2 separate regions of the Mus musculus genome follow, and region 1 is linked to region 2. The links are chromatin contacts, called in public HiChIP or PLAC-seq maps. All regions are on one chromosome and are shown on one strand. The core of a region is the stretch at or near the end of the contact, and the rest is flanking DNA. Distances in the headings are between cores, read along the strand shown.

What was found. HiChIP or PLAC-seq counts read pairs in DNA pulled down with a chosen protein or histone mark.
Region 1: a contact with region 2 is called in an H3K4me3 HiChIP or PLAC-seq map of embryonic stem cells, with 20 read pairs. The contact joins the promoter of 6430628N08Rik here to the enhancer-like site in region 2. A contact is called at or near these places in 22 of 39 promoter capture datasets (the 3T3-L1 cell line, 3T3-L1-derived adipocytes, the C10 cell line and 13 more), 10 of 15 datasets of contacts at CTCF or cohesin (CD8 T cells, the G1E-ER4 cell line, the NIH/3T3 cell line and 4 more), 128 of 484 Hi-C or Micro-C datasets (2-cell embryo, 3T3-L1-derived adipocytes, the 4T1 cell line and 70 more), 24 of 115 datasets of contacts at active chromatin or transcription factors (astrocytes, a beta-TC-6 cell line, bone marrow-derived macrophages and 11 more) and 5 of 9 other capture datasets (adipose tissue, embryonic tail, liver and 2 more).

Annotation. Positions count from the first base shown.
Region 1 is chr4:115,888,947-115,892,579 of GRCm38.p6, forward strand. 6430628N08Rik (RIKEN cDNA 6430628N08 gene) reads left to right here and starts at 1,720. Exons shown (of 2, transcript NM_001357060.1): 1 at 1,720-2,015.
Region 2 is chr4:115,952,804-115,956,519 of GRCm38.p6, forward strand. No RefSeq gene overlaps it. Among named protein-coding and RNA genes, the nearest start is that of Dmbx1, 15 kb to the left of the region's middle. Within about 2 kb of position 2,073, at least 6 of the 459 cell types and tissues checked have an H3K27ac peak or open chromatin away from gene starts, as enhancers often do. A contact at or near this core is called in embryonic stem cells, where this site is marked.

The DNA of each region.
Region 1 (3,633 bases), core at 470-2,969, 64 kb before region 2:
TTTCTCTTTGTTAAGCATGAGAGCAGAAAGCTAGGCTTTGGGAAACAGGGACATGGGAGAGCCCATCTTGAGCAGATGAGAAAGCTGAGATATCTCAGGATAAAGGACTCATTAGGTGCCCAGAAAAAGTCATGGAGACAAGCTCTGCCTCCAGGTCTCCTCTCTGCATAGCCACAGAGCTCAGCTCCCTGCCAGCAATGGACTAACATCCACAAGGGGTGATTTTTCACCAATGCTGGTCAGCTGTAGAGACTGGTTCCTCCAGCTTTCTCCCCACTTTTGCCTGCTCCTCTTCACTTGTCTCTTCCTCCTTCTCAGCCCCATCACCACCCACCCCTTCCCTGATAGACAAGGAACACCCCTTCCTCCTATTTGTCTTCACTCTTGACCTCTGTGCTTCAAAGAAATGCCCAAAGGCAGATGGTGGGAATAGCAGATAATATCCTAAGCCCATGGATAAGGTGGCTCCTGACTATTTGACCCTCCCAGGCATGATAACCCTAAAATAGGATACAGTAAGCCTGATACCTGAGAGGCCAGGCATAAACAAGTATTTGTGACCATTAAGGAATAAATTAAAATAAAATCACAGGAAAAAAGCAAGAGCTACATTCATTGGAGAAGCTGGCAGAGTCTTGAGGTGAGTGGGAGTTCTGGAGGCCTTCCCCTACCATCCCCCTCTTTTCCCTGCTGTGAGCTTTCTGAAACCATTCCTCCAGCGCACGTGGATCTTTAGATACAACCTCCCCAGTGGCCCCTGTGAGGCAAACCTTCTCTCATGGTCCTTTTGGAGAAGAGAGGAGGTGGGCCAAGCTTGCAGTAGTTTATGTAGTTCTTGGTTAGTACTTGAGCAGCAACAGAACGCTCCAGTGGTCCTAATGGATATAGGAGTGGACAGTGGGAAGGGGATCTCTTCCAGGAGTCTACTCAGAAAGGAAAATGGGTCTTTCTAGAAGTCCCAACACCTGAGCCCTGGGCCATAACTGAGCTGGTCCAGAGAACACAGCAGTAAACCAAAGCTGGGTGATGCTGGATCTAGGTAGCCCCCTGGAGTCACACCCTCACTGGATCTCTCTGAAGGAGAATGGCTCACTAAGGAAGTGGAAATGAGACTCTCATCTTAGTTCAGGCCTCCAGGGGCAGAGCAAGAAGCTGGGAGCCTTGGGCCTAACGGCTGTGCCAGATCATCACTGGCCCATCCTCTGTAGACACATCAGGTGGATTTGTGAATGGATGAATGAAGGGACAGTGGGCAGAGATGTCCTCCAGCCATACTCTTCCATGTCCATCTAGGCCTCTGCAATAAAATCCAGTGTAAGCTGCCTCTAGACTTCCATTTAGGGACACGTGGCCACGCCCCTTTCTAGAGTGCTGGGCCCATGGCTAATTAGGGGAGTGGTGCTGAAACCAACAACAAAGTTTCACCTCTGGGAAAACTCTGTCTCCCCCTCCCTCGTACTAGGGCTGCAGAAATGCTAGAGAATGCAGGCAGGGGCGTCCTGAAAGGAGCTGCACCGTTTCCACGCAGGGTGGGAAAAACTACAGCCTAGACAGCGTGGGCGGTGGGGAATTAGTTGCTCCGGTGCTCACAACCCACGAACTCAAAGGAGCGAAGGCGAGAAGGGCGTGTGCGAGGCTTCTCGGCTGGAGGCAACTGGTGGGAGCCCGACGAGGTTGGCAGCCCACACTGGGAAGGGGCTCCGCCCGCAGCGCGAGGTTGCAGTAGACCACAGCCAGGCTCTGCTGACCCAGCCCGCGCCGCGCCGCTGCCTCCCACTCACCGCCGATGCTGCCACGGTCTCCACTGAAGCCGCTGAGAGTCGACAGAGAGGAACTGACCGCTCATCTCCCTTCTCCCGGATCCCCTACCCGCGGTGGGTCGTTTGGCTGATCCAGCTCTCCCAGGCGAGGCACGGATCCCGCGACTCGAGCTGGACCAACCCCTCTAACACAGGACACCTGGACTCCCCTCAGGGGCCAGCAGGGTCACTGCAGGGAAGTGTCCACACTCTCAGGCAAGTGAAGTTGCAGGAAATGGGGGAAGAGGGTGCTAATGAGTGGGCAAGGACTCTGGGAGGGTTGCTGAAGGAAAGGGGGAGATGCTTATCCTGCTCTGAACTCCGAGAGATGGGAAGGTACCAGACAAGGGGCCAGGACCTCTGGTCTTGAGAAAACAAGTTTAAAAGAGAAAGGAGGATAAGAGAACAGGAGACAGATTGGCTGCCATGACTCCCCTACTCTGCCCTGGTCCCTGCTGCTCTTAACAGTTGACTCTACCCTGTAGCTTCCTTTGCTTTCTCCAATGCCCAAAGCTGAGAGAAGCTGGCAGATAGCAACTCCAAATCTGAGAGACAAGTGAAGCCCGGAAGGCAGCCTTCCCTGGCTTCTCCCAGCAGTGTTCCCTTTCCCTTTGTGTCGCTAATAATCATGGAGCACTGAGAAGAGACAGGTACCTCGATGGGCCTACAGTCCTCGACACAGGAAGCCCTATGACTAGGGGACCCTGAGCTGAGTGGCACACCGTCTGCACAGGAAGGCAGAGCTGGGGGAACTAGCTGAGGACAGAGCTGACTTGGAGACCCGCTGGTGAGCTCAGCCCCAGCAGAGAAGAGTCAAGAGGGCTTCCTGGAGGAGTCTGAGCTCAGGGAGCAGCAGAGGGTCCAGGACGGGTTTAACAATGAGAAATGGGGGATGAACAAGGTGAATTACTGGGAGAAGAGAAAAAAGAATGGACTGCAAAGATCCGTGGCAGGGATCTAAGAGGTCCCAAGAGGGGTTGCAGGTGTATAGTAGGGAGCCTGAGGATGAAGGAGGGACCAGGGCCAAGCTTGGGTCCTGAGTTTGCAACCTTTGTGGAAAAGGGCAACAGTAAAGAAATCTACATCAAGAGGCAGTGTTCCCAGGAAGTATGGCTCAGGTAGCTTCAAAAGCAGAAAGTAAATGCTGAACAATGTTCACTAAGCTCAGTGACAAGGGGTCACTGGTGACAATGATGGATAGAGAGGCAGGAACATGATGGGACAGAAACCAGACTAGCGTGGCCCTTGTAGGCCATGTATTCAAGAAGGGAAGAGACCGCTAGCTCAAAACCATGACTGGCTTGGTTGAAGATGGGATAGGCAACAATTCCCAGGAGGAGGTATGGCCCACTGAGACTCTCACTCAGGCCCGGAAGGGGAGTTGCGACCATGCAGTTGCGGGCATGCAGTGGACTGGTGATACCCAGTAAGGTTTCTTTTTATCTCCTAGGCTTAAGAGTTTGGGTGAAGACTTGAGAAGGCAGGAAGCTGGACTGCAACAGGGTTGAGCTTCACTGGTCAGCACTGGCAGGATAGAGAGATGAGACAAAAATCACAAAAGTAGCTAACGTAAACTCAGTGTGGATCAAGGTGGACAGAGAAAGGATCAGAGGCATGAGGACCATTGGGACCGGCTCTAGCCACCAAAAAACAGCTACAGCGAGGGGCAGTGTGCAATCCTGGAGCTGCAGTGGCTTAGGTACAGACTTGGGCAACACAGCCCAGACTTTAGGCTGGGCCTTGCCGTGTGTTACCACCAGGTTGTGACCTTGGATAATTAATATAACCGGAATCTGTGTTTTCTCGTTTGTCTAAAAGAGATGGCGATGTGTTT
Region 2 (3,716 bases), core at 823-3,322:
ACAAAAGACTTAGGGAGCGTGTGAAGGTTTCTTTTAAAACCTAACAACCTAAGGCAGCATCAGACCAGGACAAGCCCACCCCTGGTGAGGACACTCTAGGTTTCCTTACAGCACACTCCTTGGGTAGATACAGCTCCTGAGACTAGAGACAAACGAGAAGTACCAGGGATTCAGCGCCCCCTGCTGTCAGATTTTCAGAAATGCATTCTTCCCGACGTGCCCAGCCAAGTTTTCTCTGCATCCTCCAGAGTGCAAGGCTTCTTCCTCTGCCCTGGAAGTCCTAGGCTGGATCAAAAAAAACCCTTATATCACCGGGTCATAATCCTCTATAGTTAGCTGGGAGACAGAGATGGTCAGGCTGAATAGAGGCCTCACAAACTAAAAGCAAGAGTGGACGACAAGGCAAGGTGGCGTACAGCTTTAATCCCAGCACTTGGGATCCAGAGGCAGGTGGATCTCTGTGAGTTCAAAGGGCATTCTGGTCTACATATCAAGCTCCAGGACAGCCAGGACTACATAAATAAACCATGTCTCAAGACAAGCAAACACTAAACCTGGGTCAATGTGACCCATAGACTGTGGAATTGGAAGCAAAGAGAAGAGAGTCTAATGAAAGAAGGAAGAAGGGACACAGAGAGAAGAGCGTGCTGAACCAGACAGGTGAGGCTGGCAGGTGCTGGGAGGTGGGGAAAGGCAAGATGGGCGGGCACAAGTGAAGAGAGGAAGAAAGAAGCAGGGGCAGGGGGGCTGCAAAGGGAACAGAGGCCACCAAGGGGGCCCAGGAGACCGTGCCCCCTGCTGCCTTCTACCCACAGTCTACATCTATCCCTGCCCATAAGGCTCTATGTCCAGCCCTGAGGACTGCCAGCCCTGTGACTGATGGCCAGGCCCCTGCTGGGGGCACCGAGGGCAGCCACTCAGCAGAGGCAAACAGCTTGACCGTCTGTGGCCTCTGGACTCTGGGGCATGGTGGAAGCAGTGGGCAGAACAGATTGAGTTCGGCGTGATGCTTAGAAGCCCAGGCTTGGGGGAGGGGAGAGCTGGCTATGGCTCTTTCTTCCCCTTCCTGGATCAGCTAGTCCAACCTCTTCTTCTTCTGGCAAAGCTGGGCTTTAAGAAGTTCAGTCTTGCTGGCCTAGGTGCTCTGGCTTCCAACTTGTCAGACACCCTTCAGGATAGGACAGAGCCAGACAGGATAGGCCTTCTACCCTCTCACCCATTTGCCTGTCCCATAGAGCCAGGCCCAACACCACATTCTACATTTTGCTTCATTTTCTCCCATCCCCTTCAAGCTGTTTTCATGGACAGAAGAGAGGTGTTAACTTGACTCTATTGTATATCATCGAGCCCCAAATGCATGGCTTCCCAAAGCAATGAGCTATTAGAACTCCTCAGTCTCCTGAGGGGCTTCGTTTTCTCTTCAAATTTGGGGTCCAGTTTTGTTTGTTTGTTTGCTTGTTTGTTTGTTTGTTTGACAAGGGCTCATGGAGCCTGGGCTGGCCTTGAACTCACTATGTAGCTGATAATGACCTTGAACTCCTGGTGGTTCTAACCCAGGTACTGGGATATGGGTGTGTGCCACCTCTCCTAGCTCATCATCCTAAAAAGGACAGTTGAAGAGAGGGCAGGGCAAGGAGAAGCACTTAGGATGACAGTGTGTAGCTCTCCTAGGGTCTCAAAGCAACTGGACTGGGTTAGAATCCGACTATTCTGCATTCATGCATCCGGGGTTCTACCCACTATCTCCCCTGCCTCTTCTGTACCTTGTGGTTGGGCTCAGCCTTTTACTACCCTTCCATAAACACATTACACACAGGCCAACAGATCTGCAGCCATGAGGAACTGAGGTAGCCCAGGAAAACAGGCTTGAGACCTAACTTCCTCTCCAAACCCAGGGAAGCTGTCTTGTGGGTAGGTGACCTCTAGGCATCTCAGGATGCTGATACTGAGAAAAGCCAATCAGAACTCCCAAAGAGGAAACACTTAGCAAGCATCCCAGGGAGGAACTGAACAGCTTACTTTCAAGAGGCCGGAAAAGGGAGAGTGGGTGGGAGGACTGCTCCTTGGGGCTCCTTCCAGACCTGAAGCCCCAGGACCCATTGTTTTGGAAATGGAAAAATCACGTGCTCCCTGCTAGAAAGGACCCCACTCCCTCTTCCTCCCAGATCAGTGGTCAGAAGGCTAAAAGGCTAAATAAACTATTTTCTTGACCTTCCTCTAAGGTCTATGGTCCCCAAGGGAGCTTGATATCTGGACCCCAGCCCCAGCCCCACAAACTATTCCCCCCACCCCCACCAAGGCCTCCTCAGTGTCTGGCTGAGCGAGGATGGGACGACAAGGGGCCAGAAAGGGGGCTCATCAACATTTCCAGCAATGCTAATAGACTATCCTCGGCCACATCCTATTACTGCACACCCCCTCCCCAGCCCCCCAGCCTAGCTGGCCTGCGCCTCTCCTCGGCCCCGGGGACCAGGCATCAGATTGGAGTCAAGATTCCGAGAGTGTCATTTGCCGCCGTTGATGGTGCCGATAATAGGGATGGGCGGGCGGGCGGGGAGCCGCAGCGCAGAGGCGGATTCTCTATTAAGACTGCTGCTCAGTGCAGCAGCCAGAAAGAAGCAGGCAGGCCTGCGCTGGGCAGACAAGGCCAGCAGAGTTCCATAATGGGATGGGTGGCTTACCTATGGCATTGTCTGCACCGTTAGTGGGGACCACTCTTAGGAGCAGACATACTGGGCTTAGAGAGTGACAAAGGCCAGGAGAAGCAGGAAGAAACCGGGCAAGGCAAGCTCCAGCTGCCCCTGCAGCACTGTCTGCCTCCCTCTGTCCTTTTCACTACCCGGGACCCAAAGATCCTAGTTGATCAATAGAACAAGATATTTTTGCTCCCTCCTTGACTTCAGTCTTACTGAAAATCAGTCCTCCCAGAGGCCTAAAAAACCTGGAAGAGTGTGATCCTCCAACCAAAAAGCTGAGCTCAGCCACTACGTGTTTTTCAGGGTTTTGGGTTTTTTTCTTTTTTTTCATTTCTTTTCTTTTCTTTTCTTTTCCTTTCCTTTTCCTTTCCTTTCCTTTCCTTTCCTTTCCTTTCCTTTCCTTTCCTTTCCTTTCCTTTCTTTTCTTTCCTTTCCTTTCTTTTCTTTTCTTTCCCCAGAGTTTCACTAGGCAACCCAACCTGGCCTCAAACTCAAAATACTCCTGGCTCAGCCTCCCAGGTGCTGGGATTATAGGTGACAGTGAATGTTGTTCTTATGCCTTGCATACCACCATCACCTTCACCTCCTCCTTTAATGCCACCGACCGCCACCCAAGCCACCCTCATGGGCATCCCTAATCCCTGCAACCCAACCCTGTTTCTGCTTGTACACAGTGCTCACCATTGCTCTACCCAGCCAGCCAGTTCTATCATCACTATCATCACCATCTGATGTCTGATGAAGATCTTAGCCCTGAGAGTTCCTATGGTTCCTAGCTGTATTATCTTCTGAGCCTGTAGCATCATCACCTTTAGCATGGATATGGTATTAGCTACTGTAAGGGGCTTAGTAATTAAACAAGTCACTGTAAGGGGCTTAGTAATTAAACAAGTCACCACCTGTGAGCCGCTTAGAGCACTGCAGGGCACATGGTGCCCAAGCTTTCTTTTCTGTGCTGTTGTTTGTTTGTTTTTTTTTCTTTTTTCTTTTTCTCTTTCTTTCTTCCTTCCTTTCTTTCTT